Linked DNA regions of Mus musculus: all the other regions are linked to region 3. A link is a contact called in public Hi-C, HiChIP or PLAC-seq and promoter capture Hi-C data. All regions are on one chromosome and are shown on one strand. Each heading gives the region's core, a stretch centred on a gene start, on an enhancer-like site or on the middle of the called end of the contact. The rest is flanking DNA. Distances are from core to core; before and after follow the strand shown. Region 1 has its middle 160 kb from the start of 4930596D02Rik. Region 2 holds the start of Gprin2 (G protein regulated inducer of neurite outgrowth 2). Region 3 holds the start of Grid1 (glutamate receptor, ionotropic, delta 1). Region 4 overlaps Grid1 (glutamate receptor, ionotropic, delta 1).

Region 1 (3,202 bases), core at 75-2,574, 830 kb before region 3:
AGTGTACTACCTGAAACATATGTTGGTCAATGGTGGTACAAAGCTTGGGGGATTAACTGATATCCTGATTTGATTCAAGGCCTACTCCACCTGGCGGAGTCCTACCTGGACACAGGGAAACTAATAATCTGAGACTAAATATACAAGGGACTTAGTGTAAAGCCAAATAATACTGGTATAAACAAACAAGTAAATGGTACAGATTCATAATGATATATATTCTCCTATATTTCTAGACTAGTGCCTTGTTCATCCATCTTTAAAGAAGCTTCCTCTTGCAGTGCATGGGAACAAATATAGAGACCCACATATATGGACATTTCACAGAGAATGTGAACCTTGGAACACTCAGCTCTAAGTAGGATGTTTTTATCAGATCCCTCCCCTCAGAGCTCAGGGAATACTGGGGAGGAGGAGGCAGAAAGAGTACAAGAGCCAGAGGGGATACAGAAAACAAGGCCCTCTAAATCAACATAAGCAAAGCTCATATGAACTCACAGAGACTGAGGCAGCATGCACTAGGTCCTCTATAGTTATGTTATGTCTTCCAGTTCAACATTTCTATGGGATTCTTGAGTGAATGAATAAATGAATTAATGAAATCCTAGCCACTAGGTTGAAGCTTAACAACTGACTATCATTTATACCTGCAGAAGGAAAATTTGTTTTCTCCAATGGAGTAACACTGGGTAAATCAACCACTCCAAGTAGGCTCATAATCAGACATAGTGGACCAACACACAAGAGACTCCAGAGACTTTTGTCTGCTTTTACTTGGTTATACTTTGGTGTAGTCTTTTGCATTTATGAGTGAATGGTGTTTTACTTTTGTTTCGTGGTTGTGAATTTCTGTTGCTGTATTAGGTTTTTGTTTGTTTTTGAGAAACAATTTAATGTTTGGTGAGTGTGGAAGTGGAGAAGATTGTGGAAGGACTTGGGGAAGAGGAGGAACATGATCAAACTATATCTAAAATTAAAAATTATTTTAGAATAAACAAATAAATTCCTTTTTACTGAGTATATATTATAAGGTCTGGAATGCTACACTCATCACTGTTAGAATAGTCCCTCTTTTTCAGTTCATACTCACTGAGACAGTCCATATTCTGAGACATAAAATAAAATTAGAAAATTTTAAGGTATTTAAATTTCCCAGGAACAATCAATACAGAGATCAGTACTGATCAATACTTGACCGGCAAACTGGAGGCCCTGAGTTCAATCCCCAGAGCCTACATGAAGAAAGCAGCAGTGCTGGCATGCACCTATAGTTCCAGTTTTGGAGAGACAGAAACATGCAGGTCCTGGAACACCACCTGAGGATTGCCACGTGAACTATTCATCTGGCCTCACCCACCAAGTATACACACATATGCATGTACTTAGACATGGCAAGAGGGAGAGAGAAAAAGAGAGGAGGAGGGGGAGAGAGGAGAGGGAAAAGGAGAAGGGAGGGAGAGAGGGAGAGAGAGGGGAAGAAGGAAAGGGGGATTAAGCTATAGAATCTTTCAGTATGTAACAAACGAAAGAAACATATTGAAAAATGTGGAATTTTTTTTTTGATTTTTTTTTTAGACAGTTTTTCATCTAGCTCAGAGTGCTGCAGACCCTCTGGATCCCTTTGTCTGCGTGGAACAGGTCTCTGGGGCAGGTGGGAAAAGCGTAGGAGAGAATGACAGACAGATGCACACAGGAGAGGTTGTGTAGAATCTGAATGTAATTTGTCAAATCAAGCATCAAACTTTTTATACAGAAGAAAATAGGGAAGTTGGGTGACACACCAGCAAGGTACAAAGAGGTTACTGGATTCTTACACAAAACAGAGGAATACAAACACAGAAGGTCTGACAGGAACCACCTGGGATAGAATTCATTGTTAACAACTGGGATCAAAAAGAGCCCACCTAAGGTCCACTTAATCTTAGAAGCCAGGGTCAAGGGCTTTATGCCCTTGCCATAGTTCCTATTTTAGTCTATTGTATAGTCCACCTCCCCCCTAGGCCATTGTAAATATGTGTGTATGGGTGTAACTCAGCTATCTATAGTTCTAAGTATCTAGTCTGGTTCCTCCTTAGGTCTCAAATTTCCTCCTTCCTAGAGGATGGTAAATTCCTGTGTAGGGCAGTGACTTAGCTTTTATTCAAAGTGATAGTGTAATACCAGAGGCAATTCTGAATGTCACTGAATAGGCAACATTCTTACTGAATTCCAAGCCCATGGTCTGCTCAAGGACTTTCTAGGACGGTGAAGGCTTAGCTATGTCAGAATTCAATCTTAAAAGGCACTTATAGTAAGATAATACTAAAAGAGAGCACGTGGATCCATACACCAGACTAACGCGGGAATAGAATGAGTATATGGGTTAAAGAGAACGCCAGACTCCAGGAGGTGAGTTTCCATGAAACTCTCTGCCTCATGAGTGGCTTCCAGGCCTCTCGGCCTGTCAAGCTGACTCGACCTGAGTGCGTGGCATCAGAGTAGCATCAAACTCACTATATACCCAAGGATGACATTCAACTTCTCAACCCCTTGCCTCCATCTTTTGGGTGCTAGGATCATAGGTACATGCAAAATTATGCCAAGTCTGTGTGATGTTGGGAATCAAATCCAGGAATAAATACATGCTAGTCAGGTACTCTATCAATGAATCATATTCCAAGCATTTTAGGTGTTAATAAAACTCAACTAAAAATCAGTTATAGAAAGTCTACTGGAAAGCATCCAAACATTCATCCAACACCAAACTTCTAAATAATTCACAAGTCAAAAAGCAATCCCCCAGTAATTACACAGTGCATCAGAACTGGAAGAAAATGCAAACAAAAGATATAAACAGTTTCATGATCTGACTGCCCCTAAATGAAATTCAGTCTTACAAACAACTTATATCAAGAGGAAGGAAAATCACAACTCATAGTCTTGCTTTTAACTTGAAAAAACAAAAATGAATTCAAAATAAGGAAGGGAATAATAAAGATAGGCATAATTTAAAATGAAGAAGGAGACTGGAGTGATGGTGCAGCAGTTAAGAGCACTCTCTGCTCTTTCTGAGGTCCTGAGTTCAATTCCCAACAACCACATGGTGGCTCACAACCAACTATACTGGGAACTAATGCCCTCTTCTGCCATTCAGGTGTATGTGTAGATATAGCACTTATATATGTAAAATAAATGTGTCTTTTAAAAAAACAGAAAATAAAAA
Region 2 (3,623 bases), core at 582-3,081, 620 kb after region 3:
GTGCCATGGTCCCGTCAGATCACGCCTGTGTGTATCCAGTAGGGCAGACATCCATTGACATCTAATCCTGAGTAGGCTTCCTTGGCACATACATGGCAAAGTTCTGTTCAGGATGCCCTGGAAGCTAGGAGCTATGGGCTTGGGCTCTGAGTCTCCTCTCAGTGTAGTCACATTTACCTCATCCCTTCTTGGGATGTAAGTGACTTCTGTGGGAAGGGACTATGAGGATGAGAAGAGTGGCAATTTCTGGGAGGGACAGGAGTTGGTTAGTGTCCCTGGTGCAGAAATCTTCTATAGACTCTTTGGACAGGATCCTTCAGGCCGGCTGTGAGTAGCAAGGAAGCAAGAACCCTCGGCCCCTACTTGTATACCCAGTAAGCGCTGCAGCGAGCTGCACCGTGGCTGGTTAGACCCAACTAGTGTAGCTCGGGCTCCATCTTAAAGCCTGGACACCTGTGGCTGTAGAAGCAGAGCTTCCACAGGCCTGTGCAGCCCTGTCAGGGTGCTTAGCTCTTCCAGGATGGCTGTTTTCCCAAACTGGAGAGAATGCTTTGAGGACCTGCTGGGAAGGGGTGACTGGAGGAAATCTAGGACTTTCTGAGAAGATAGTGAAGCCATCCATAACTAGGAGAGAGACAAAGATGGTGTTGGTTCCCCATAACTGCATGGGAAGAGTGTAAACAACCCTAGGCAAGTTGGGGCTCCAGGGCTGCTGTCAACAAAGGAGTGTGACACTGGGACTTAGTTCTCTGAGATGGGGACTCAGAAGAAGCCCAGTCTCCTCTTACCCTGTGGCCCTGGGTACCTGGGGACTCCTTGATGGTGGACTGGGTCTGGTCAGATCTAGGTGGGGTAGCTTCCTGTCCTGTGTGTCTGGGGATGCTGGAGCAAAGCTAATAGGGATCCTAGACTTTCCATGGGATCAGGCAACCCAGAATCGGTAGAGCTTTTAGGAAGGGACACAGTGGGATCTAGGGAGGAAATATCAGAACTGCAGGGAATTACAGGAAAATAGTTGAGGCTCCAGTGAGGTCTCTCCCCACTGGGAGTCACTGTGCATGTCAGCTCTTTGCATCCCTGAGGTAGGCTGCGAAACCATCCTAGCGTGGGATTGGGTCAGAGGGCAAGGGTGGAAATGGTCCTGGAAGTGGATAGACTGACAGGTTATCAAGAATGTAGACCTTGAAGGACATGGCTGAGGGTGTGACTTTGGGACTATGAAGCTGGGCAGGTACTCCTTAAGGACCACACTGCAATTGTAAACCTCAAGAACTGGATCAAGCTTGGATTTCTCCCTGAGGTGAGTCTAGAGCTGAGAGCATGCTGTTGGATCCAGCAGGCCTGAAGACTCCCTAACAGGCAAGGCCTCTAGAGAGCAAGACCTGGGGAAAGGTCTCAAGAGGTGGGTGGGAGGCCCAAGAATTGTGAGAGGTGGGGCAGGAAGATAAAGGACATGGGGGGGGGGCGGGGCCACAGGGAATGTCAATGGATTCTGGTGTCAGAGCAAGGGATTGAAAATCTCTAAGGATGTGAATTTGGGACCTGGAGGATTTGCCGGAGCTAGCCACGCAAGGCAAGGTGGGGCACGGAGGGACTGGGGCAGGACGATGGCGCCCTTTAGGGGTGGGAGATTGGAACACAGCGGCCGGCTCTGTCGGGAAGGTTGCACAAAATGGATGAGCCCAGTGAGAAAACAGCCTTGCTGGGGGGGGGGGGGGCGGGGGGGAAGGGTCAGGAAGGGGGGATGGGCAGTCTTGGGGGCGGAGCCTAAGGGAATGACATGGGCGGAGCCGAGGCAGGGGGCGGGGCCGGGACGCTGAGCCGTGAAGAGGCGGGGCGCGCCTAGGTGAGTGAGTCGCCCCCCTCAAACCCCCAGCACCCCTGCTCCGGGTACCGGTGACAGCTTCCCCTTCTGGCCCTTGGCAGCGCAGGCTCCGCGGCCGGCTGCACCACGGCGGGGCTAGACCCAGTGCGGCTCCATCTTGGCGACGGGCACCTGTGGCGGCCGCAGGAGCAGCGCTTCCGCCGGCCTTTGCGGCCCTGGAGGCGACAGGGTGAGAGGCTGGCTCAACACGAGCCGTGGTGGGTGCTGGGGTGGTGTGGGCGGCGCCCCCCTTCCTGAACCCCCGAACCCCTTCCTCACCGCTGTCTGCGCCGCATTCCTCCGCACGGTTGCCTCCCCCTTGCCCTCTCCGGTTCTCTTTTCCACGTTCCCTTTGCCCAGTCTCCGGGTTTTGTTTTTGTTTTTCCTCTGCCCCGGACCGGAGCCCATCGGCCTCCACCCCGCCTTCCTTTGCTTCTTCCCTCCCGGGTTCTCCTCTCTTCCATCCGCATCCCCCACCCTGTCCTCTGTTGCCAGCGCCCCGCCCTCTTCTGCTCAGGAGCATCCCTACCAGCGAGCTCACTGCCCCATATCCTTTGAGTCTTTGTCCTGGAAAGGTCTGTAGCCTAGATCCGAGACTTGGGTTGTGTACTTCTCCCTAAGACCACTGTGGGCTTTGCTCTGGAGATTCGGGGAAGGGAGCCCTGGCCAGGGAGGCTGCGTGGTGTGTGGTGCGTTCAGGCCTTTGACCGCAGCAGGGGCGGCCTGTGTTTGGCATGCGGAGTGCTGCTGTGAATGAACGTTCTTTCCTGCAGGTTCACACTGTAAACCCGCCTGTGCCATGGCCACAGTGAGGCGTGTGTCCATGCTGGGGCACTGTGCTGGGGAGTGCAGGTACAATCTTAGTGGCCTCCTGCAGTTGCAGTTGACCCTGAGACACATTCAGCCCACTGTTAGCACCTGAGTGAGCAAACCCTCACAGGTTTCAGGCCCTGGGACTCTTAGGCGTTCTGGGACTCTTAGGGGTTTCTCTATGGTGAGCAGGGTGGCGTCTTGGAGCTTGTTTTCTCATGCATACCCCTTTCCTGGCATTTCTCTGCCTTTAGGTTCTATGCCATCTCGATAAGGTTAGAGGCTACGAGGGACTGATTTTATTCTTGGAGCTGCCCCACCCACCTTAAGGGATGTCTCTTGCTGCGTTCTCCATTCGGCTTGTGTTCCTGTTAGGCCGTTTATTTGCACGCTGGCATGATCAAACCACTAGTTGTAGGTGGCCACACCCCTCTCTACAAGGGATTTGAGGTATCTGTAGGGGCTATCCCTACCTGGGCCTTTCAACTTCCTTATGTTAACTCTGTGAGCAGTCCTGATTCTCCTCTCACACCCTGCTCCCTCCTTTGTCGACTTGCTTGCCTTTTTGTGGCTTTCTGGACACAGAGGTTGTCATCTAAGCGCCTGCTGCTTGCATGAATGACTTAGTGTGGTCTGAGATAGGCCCTTTAGAAGCCTTCCCCAGTCCACCCCTAAGGTATAGGCTTCTCAGCTGGGGAGAGAATCAGAATTTCTAACCAAGTGGAGCCCACGGACTCAGGCTTGGGCTAGTCTGGAAGTTTCTGAAAAACTGGGGGGAGGGGGGTGTTTCTTCAAAATGGCATTGATAGTTGCTGCATGTGAGGGTGGTTGACTCTAGTTGTTGACAGTAGAACCCGAGGACAGTGACCACACGATGTCATCCACAGCTGTCACAGCGTTTGCATTAGACGCGGTGGGAGAAAGGACATTAAGGTATTACTCAACACTA
Region 3 (3,509 bases), core at 911-3,410:
CTGATTGTTGATTGGGTAGTTTAAACATCTCCCATCATAACCCAAACGGGGTGTGTTCCCCTCGCCACATCATACACGTGCACGGTTGACATAAGTTACACATTCATAGCCCACATGCTACCATCAGGTCACATGTGCTTCTTAAGCAAAGCACCTCATGTCCCAGCCATGACCCATACAGTAAGAGACTGAGGTAGCCTCCTGCTCAGATGCACCTGATGTGGTCCCATAAATCCCATCCCAGGAACCAGAGTAAATTCTCCAAAATGATAAGGTTCCCCTATCCCAATTCCAGAATGGAGTGATGACTTTTTTTTTTTCCTTTGCATTCCCTGGCAAATGCAGAAGTGAAAAGGTGGTCCACGGCCGGCCGGCTCTCCTGCACCAAAGACTTTTTTTTCTTTAAGCAGAAGGCATTGATAACCAGAATCTTGTATGGTCAAGATGCTACCAGGCCTGGTGCCTCTGCTCTTCGTTTCTCACTTCCTCTTCCTGTATGTATGAAAGGGGTGGGGCTATATCCTAAACCCCTAGACATTCTGATCTAGCAAGACTGGAGAGTCCCAGAAGAAACCACTCTTGAATGGCCCTTCTAGAAGCAGGAACAGCTCATCCGGAGCTCTGGCAGACCTGACGCTTTCACTAGGCACACAGCTTCCCTGACCCTGCCCCTATAGCGGAGATCAGTTGGACTGCTGCTCTGGGGTCCTCACTGACCCCCCACAGCCCCTTTACCAGGCGCCGAGGGTCATTGCCAAGGTCCTATTGCTTGGCCTTCTAATTGCCCTGGAGCCGAGAGCTGGGTAGGAAAAGGACTCGGCTCCCGAATTCCTCACTATACTGGAGCCGCAATGCTGACCGCGAGACCCACTCTGGCTCCTGGGCGGGAAGCACGTTTGGATCTTGGCCCGGCACCGGCACCAGAGGGGAGGCCGCAGCCCTTGGAGTAGAGACTCTGTCCCTGTCATCCCCTCCACCTTCTGCTCCGCGGGTAACATCAGCCACGTTTCCTCACACCTCCCAACCCCCAGTTTATCCGTGTTAGCTGGTCTTTCCCAACTTCCGGAAAGGCGACTGCAGAGGGGCTCCCCCATAAGCGACCGCTGTTAGTCCCCCAACCGGGCCCAACTTCTCGAGATCCCAGCCATTCTGCTCCAAACTCCTGATCACTACCCCTCCTCCGGTCTCCCCTTCCTCTGCTTTTCCTCTTCTTCCTCTCCATCCAGCGCCCCCCACCCCACTATCCATGCTCCTTCCGTTCACCCCTACCATCCACACTGTACGCTGGCCCCAAGACTTATATCAGGCAGAAACTCTAGGACTGTCCAGGATTGGGCTGCAGTTGCCACAACCAGATACACACACACACACACACACACACACACCGAGAGCTACACAGACACACACCGAGAAACGGGCAAGCACTGTGTCCACTCTAACAGGCTGACAGAACGCGACAGTCGCACTGAGAAGCTCAGATGGCCCCACACACCCCAACGCCCTCTCACAGTGACACCAACCCCGTGCCAGGTGCATACACACTGGCACGCTGACAGCACCCATCCACAGACACACATGGTTCCGCTTTGGCCTCTTTGATCTTGCCCTGCCAACTTAGCTAGCCCCGAGCCCTATCCGACCCTGGCCCCAATGTTCAAGCTGTGACGAGGGGTCCAGCCCGCGGACAGCCCCGCCAGGGGCACGCATCTCGACAAGGGTCTATCCCAGGTTCCCCGCAGCCGCGGCCCTAAGTGTCGGCAGAGGCCGCGGGGCCCCGCGCACTGACAGGAGCCCCGGGGAGTAGCGAGGTGCCCGCAGGAGCGCCGAGCGGCCAGAGCACAGCTCCTCCGCGGGGCGGCGCGGGCCTTCGGGGGAACACCGACTGCCGAGCCCCTCGGCCCGGGGAGCCGCTAAGTTTGGACTCCGCGCATCATCGGCTCTATTAGGTGGCCCCCGCCCAGCCTCGGTCCGTCTGCTCTCCCAGCTCACCGATGTGGATGATGGAGTCGGCCCGCACCGTAACGCACTGGCATATCCAGGGAAGAAGCCACAGCGTCAACGCTTCCATGTCCCCCCGGCGCGCGGCTCATCCGCCCGGGCCCGGGGCGAGGCCGAGGGCAGCGCGGAGCGGGGAGGCGCCGGTCCCGGTGCAGTCCCGGGCCGCTCCCCGGGAGAGCCGAGCCCGCCCGTGCGTCTTCCCCCGCGCTCCCGCCCCTGCGCCCTGCGCCCGCCCCAACCCAGCCCAGCCCAGCCCAGCGCTCTCGGGCTCCCGCGCCGGCTCTGGTTGCGGTTGCGGCGGCGCTCGCAGCCCGAGCCCAGGCCGGCGCGGCGGGGGCGGCCCGCGGCTGTGGCGGCGGCGCTTCCAGCGGCTCGAGCGGCTCTGGGGGCGGCAGAGGCAGAGGCGGCGGCGGCCCGGCCCGCGCGGCGGCTCCGGGCTGGCTATGTGTCTGAGCCCAGGCGAGGAGCGAACTGCGGAGGACGCCCCCTCCCCTCCCCCTCCCCCTCGGCGGCGCTCCCCCTCCCCTCCCGCCCGCCTCCCTCCCCTCCGCCCTCCTCTCCACCACGTGACTGCGGAGCCTTAGCCTAGCCGCGCGCCGCTCGCCCGCTCGGAGGGGGCGCCCGGTGCTCCGCGCTCCCGGCCGGGGGATGCTACGAGGACGGCACCACGGTGGGGACTTGGTCTGTCTGCGGCGAGCCTAGGCTTGGCCGTGTGGGCCCGGCCTCTGGGTTCGCTGGAGAAACGGAGTAGGCACAGCCATCGACTACCCTCGGGGAGGGGGAACTCGGAACTCGCTGGCGCTGGGGGACTTCAGCCGAGATTTTGCAGTCCTGTCCCTGACCAGAACGGATCAGGGGGTCTCGGAACCCGACCCCCGACTCATGCAGCCTGCAAAGAGACTACAGACCGGGGCACCGAGCCAGGAGGCATCGGGATGCTTAGCGGGCGGGCGGCGGGCTCGAACCCTGGCTGTCCGGGTAGATTTCGGCGGGCGTCCATCCCCCGCCCCCGGGGCGGTGCACTGAGCCCGGAGTCGGGCAGGAGGCTCAGACTCTGAAGCCCAATTCATGGCCGGAAACCGGCGCAGCCGTGACCGCGGCGCCTGGACGTGAGGAGCCTTCCAAGCGGCCGGCGCTCTCAGACAGCGACCTGTACGAAGCCTTCTAGAGCGAGCCCGGGAGGAAAGCTCGCTCCCAGCCGCGGAAGCAGAGCGGGGCTCCCGCCGCCTCCGGGTTCCCTGACTCTGGCTGACCACCCCCGTGAAGCTGCTGAGAGATGGGGGGGGGGGGGCGAGGTCGCAATCCGGTCTCAATTCTCTCACCCAGGTCCTAGTTGGACGAGGCTCCACTTAACACACCTAAGATTTCAGGGAAACAGTTGAGCCCTCCAGGATTCTGATTCCTTCGGAAACCGGGTCCAGCTGAGTCTGGCAGAACTGGGCGCCAGGATGAGCACTGGGTTCAAAGAACCAAGATAGGCTCAGCTTTGCCTAGAGCTCCCAGCACCGTAG
Region 4 (3,503 bases), core at 204-2,703, 540 kb before region 3:
GCAGTCTGTCTTTTCCTTTCCTTCTTTTTTTCAATTATTATTTTATCCCACTGAGTCTAATTCATGTTACCCATATGACATGGGTATAGGTTCATCCACTGGGGCTGGGGAATCTCCAAAGGGCCACACTGGCAAAGAAAACTGACTCTTTCCTCAACTGCCAATAGCCCCTGAGCAGTAGGAGGGACTTGGAAGCCCCTCCCCTCTAACTCCACCTTCTTTTGAAACAAACAGCTAATTTCATGCCTGTAGGTCTCAAAGCATCCCGGCCAGTAATGAGTCAGACCTCCATTAGCCCTATGAACATCAATCTAGGAGGTCATGCACTGAGCATATCCTAGATGTCCCCATGCTACTGGGGACTCATGGAGGAAGTGAGTAATTTCACTGAGGTCTGCTCAGCCTCCAACAGCAAGAAGGGACTGAATGAGACAAAGGGTGCATTTTTCTTGAGATATGCACCTTAGACTTGGTGAACAGAGCTCAAGGCCAAGGTTCAGGATGCAAAAAAAAAGTGTGTATCTGATGAAAAGGTCCAAAATTATTCCCTCTATTCTAAATCCTTAAACAACAGAGATACTTTCCTAGTACAGTAAATTATAGACTCAGCAAGGGAGCACTGCTGAAGTTACCAGAGCTGAAGGCAGGCCTAGCAAGCTCCCTGGCCCAGACCCGTTCCCTGCTATTTCTTTAGTAAAGACCTATTGCTCTTCAGGGATGGGATGATATTCAGGATGGAAGTCACAGTAAATATGCAAATAGAGGACCCCCCTCAGCCCCCAACACTGAATGCTGTAGGGAGAAGCTAGCTCAGGGAAGAAAGGAGCATTGAAAAGCCAATGAAAAATGTAAACACCATTGTGGAGAATTATCTCTGAGGGAGATAAAAAGATTAAGAGTTTAGACAAATACATTCCCAACCTCAAAGAATTTACAGATAACAAGGTCTCTGAAAGGGAAAAAAGAGATGTAAGATATACTGGAGTTCAAAGACAAGATTATAAAACAACAGATGTCGATGAAAAGCTAACACTGGGTTTTAGAAAGAGAACAAAGCCAGGAAGGGACTCGAATACTCATTTAGGAGTCACAGAGGAAGGACTAGGGCCAGCCCAGCAGTCAGGGAAGGGAGGAAGCCTAAAAGCCAAGAGTACAGCTTAGTCCCAGAGGCCTGGGCAGGAAGCCAGAGAGAAGGGCTGAGGAGGCAATGGCCCAGAAAAGAAGCCTCGCCTTAGGCACTGGAAGGGTGGCCAGGGCCTTGAGCTAAAGATCTCCACTCAAGCCAGACAGACAGGGAGGCATGACATTCCCAGATCTTTCTTCCACGGGGCATGGATCTCTGCCCCCCTGGGATCCATCACTTCCCCAGCAGGTTAATCACACTCCATCATCAGAGTCCTAAGAAAGCCATCTTGCCTTATGAAGTTCCTGTGAGCAACAGCGGCAGCTGCAGGAAGAGAAGCACTGTCTGTACCCATCAGCTCTGAAAGGCAGCGCTGTTGTCCCTGTCTAGATGATGCCACAGAACTCAAAGAGATCACATATTGATATTTTCACCAGTGGGGGGAGCCCTGGCAAGGTGACTTTTGACGTTTTTAGGTGATTTTTTTTTTCTTCCTCTTGGCTGTACTTGTTAAGAAAGCACTGGGAAGCCAGAATCAGCTCTCGTGCTCTGAAATGCAGACAGTGATTTCTTCTCTGGAAGGGTGCAGGGCTTATTCCTGCTAACACTGAGAATTGTTGAAACCCTTGGTTTTCTCCCCTCCTGGTATTGCCAGCTATATGAAATGACAGCTGAGGTTCAATGTCCGCGTGGAGGTCAAAGGCAGGCTCACTCCATGCCTTCGCAAGAGAAGCCTTCAGTCATCTCAACCTTGAAGAAAAGCTTCCAGTTCCTGGGGTCCCCAAAAGAATAATGGCAATGACCTCCTGGAGATTTCTGCCACAGAGTCTTGGGAATCCAAAGTCTGCTGCATCAGAAGATGAGGCTTTCAGAAAGTAAAACAAAAGTGACTTAAATCCAGAAGGACCTGCCCTTTACTGTGACCATGGCAAGGATGATGCAGGATGAGTTATGTGCCCAATTTGAAGGCAGAGCCTGCTCTGGAGTCCTGACACACCTTGGGAATTTTTACAAGATCCAGCATCTGGCTGGCAAAGGCTAGCAGTTACAGCTAACCATAGGTGTTGGTTGTAGGCAAGTGGATATATACCTACTCTCTGGGTTCTGTGTGTGTTGGGGGCAGGAGGAATGGTCCCTGCAGTCTCTCAGTGCCTATCTTTTATCTTTATCTCTAAAAGAGTTTATGATCCTGACACAGGACCCCCACTGCCTCAACTGGAAGCAAGTACCGTTACACCCCTAAGTCCACCTTTGTGCTGTAGGGACCTGATTAACTCTCTGCTGGGAATTAGCCTACTGCTCCCAAATTATCTCCAGTCCACCCAGCAAAGTCGGTATGCACTACTCTCTTGGTTAAACTGTACCAGAATCTCTACCAATCAATCACTTGCTCTCTGAGAATCCCTTAGTTATCCTCCTGTGCAGGCGAGGGCCCTTGGCTTTTCACTTGAGTGATGGTTGCTTTTAATTTTAAGCCCTTAAGAGACAAAATGTACAACTCTATCCATACAATCCATCACAGTCCTGAAAGATGGTCAAGAGTGATGTCAGTGAAGGAAGAGTCCTGTTCTTGGCCTGACAGTGCTTGTATTATAGTCTCCAACCTGCAGGCTGCCTGATGGTGACTCTGGGCTCTACAGTTTAACATCTCTATTATGCCAGGTAGGGCTTATTCCACACTCTATAACATTAACTATTCCATCACCAGAGAGAAAATAATATTCCAGGCAGAAAGTAAGAAACAGGAAAAAATGAAGTCACTGTTACAGTGGGAGTAATCCATATGGAGAATGAAAGCTCAGTGCTGTCGGTTGGGATAATGTAGCCTGGTGATATATACAGAGTGGGCCACAGGCACTATGGGACAACAGCCACAGCAAAAGCCCCGAGACAAATGAACTCAGGAATTCAAAACTAGACACACACACACAAAATTAAACTGATTTCTTTACTGCAGGGTTTTAATGCGCTAATGTGTGTTGTGAATCATGCTAAGACAGATTTAACATAGGGCACTTCCCAGTCTGAGCTCTCCCCAGGGCCCTTCCTCCGGGAAGCATCTCTAGGAAGAAGTGCTGCTCAGAGCGCACTTTTGGAAAAGTCAAATTAATCTCTCTGTCAGAACAGGTGTTACCGAGGATTGGTTTTGCCCAGATGAGGGCTGTAGATTTTCCCCTGCTGAGGTTATTTGGTTAGCCTCCACACAGCCTGCCATAATGATTTAAATATCAACTTTGTCACCCATCATCGTAGCTTCTTAATATGATCAGCAACCTAATCATTTATATGATTTACAACATCACAAGAAGAAAGCAAGCACAACTACTCCCTTCCCTGGTATTCAAGTGCAGAGTCTCAGTGCTGATAGAGGAAACATGCC

Evidence for each region. Promoter capture Hi-C pulls out the DNA fragments that hold promoters and counts their contacts. A called contact is a pair of places that touch in the nucleus more often than the background predicts. HiChIP or PLAC-seq counts read pairs in DNA pulled down with a chosen protein or histone mark.
Region 1: a contact with region 3 is called in an H3K27ac HiChIP or PLAC-seq map of embryonic stem cells, with 14 times the contacts expected there. The contact joins the enhancer-like site here to the promoter of Grid1 in region 3. A contact is called at or near these places in 6 of 39 promoter capture datasets (embryonic stem cells, hippocampal neurons and liver), 1 of 15 datasets of contacts at CTCF or cohesin (embryonic stem cells), 3 of 484 Hi-C or Micro-C datasets (all in embryonic stem cells), 4 of 115 datasets of contacts at active chromatin or transcription factors (astrocytes and embryonic stem cells) and 1 of 9 other capture datasets (embryonic stem cells).
Region 2: a promoter capture Hi-C map of HPC-7-derived erythroid cells shows a contact between it and region 3, with 4 times the contacts expected there. The contact joins the promoter of Gprin2 here to the promoter of Grid1 in region 3. A contact is called at or near these places in 5 of 39 promoter capture datasets (the C10 cell line, HPC-7-derived erythroid cells, liver and 1 more).
Region 4: a Hi-C map of cerebral cortex shows a contact between it and region 3, with 4 times the contacts expected there. The contact joins the enhancer-like site here to the promoter of Grid1 in region 3. A contact is called at or near these places in 2 of 39 promoter capture datasets (cranial neural crest and liver), 4 of 484 Hi-C or Micro-C datasets (cerebral cortex, cortical neurons and uterus), 5 of 115 datasets of contacts at active chromatin or transcription factors (embryonic stem cells, forebrain, neural progenitor cells and 2 more) and 1 of 9 other capture datasets (embryonic stem cells).

What each region holds. Positions count from the first base shown.
Region 1 is chr14:35,648,708-35,651,909 of GRCm38.p6, reverse strand. No RefSeq gene overlaps it. Among named protein-coding and RNA genes, the nearest start is that of 4930596D02Rik, 160 kb to the left of the region's middle. Within about 2 kb of position 1,324, at least 3 of the 459 cell types and tissues checked have an H3K27ac peak or open chromatin away from gene starts, as enhancers often do. A contact at or near this core is called in embryonic stem cells, where this site is marked.
Region 2 is chr14:34,199,841-34,203,463 of GRCm38.p6, reverse strand. It overlaps Gprin2 (G protein regulated inducer of neurite outgrowth 2), which reads left to right and starts at 1,831. Exons shown (of 2, transcript NM_183209.2): 1 at 1,831-2,054.
Region 3 is chr14:34,818,787-34,822,295 of GRCm38.p6, reverse strand. Grid1 (glutamate receptor, ionotropic, delta 1) reads right to left here and starts at 2,160. Exons shown (of 16, transcript NM_008166.2): 1 at 1,990-2,160. The coding sequence starts at 2,068.
Region 4 is chr14:35,356,336-35,359,838 of GRCm38.p6, reverse strand. The region is part of intron 8 of Grid1 (glutamate receptor, ionotropic, delta 1); the gene reads right to left. Among named protein-coding and RNA genes, the nearest start is that of Gm41133, 220 kb to the right of the region's middle. Within about 2 kb of position 1,453, at least 25 of the 459 cell types and tissues checked have an H3K27ac peak or open chromatin away from gene starts, as enhancers often do. A contact at or near this core is called in cerebral cortex and neural tube, where this site is marked.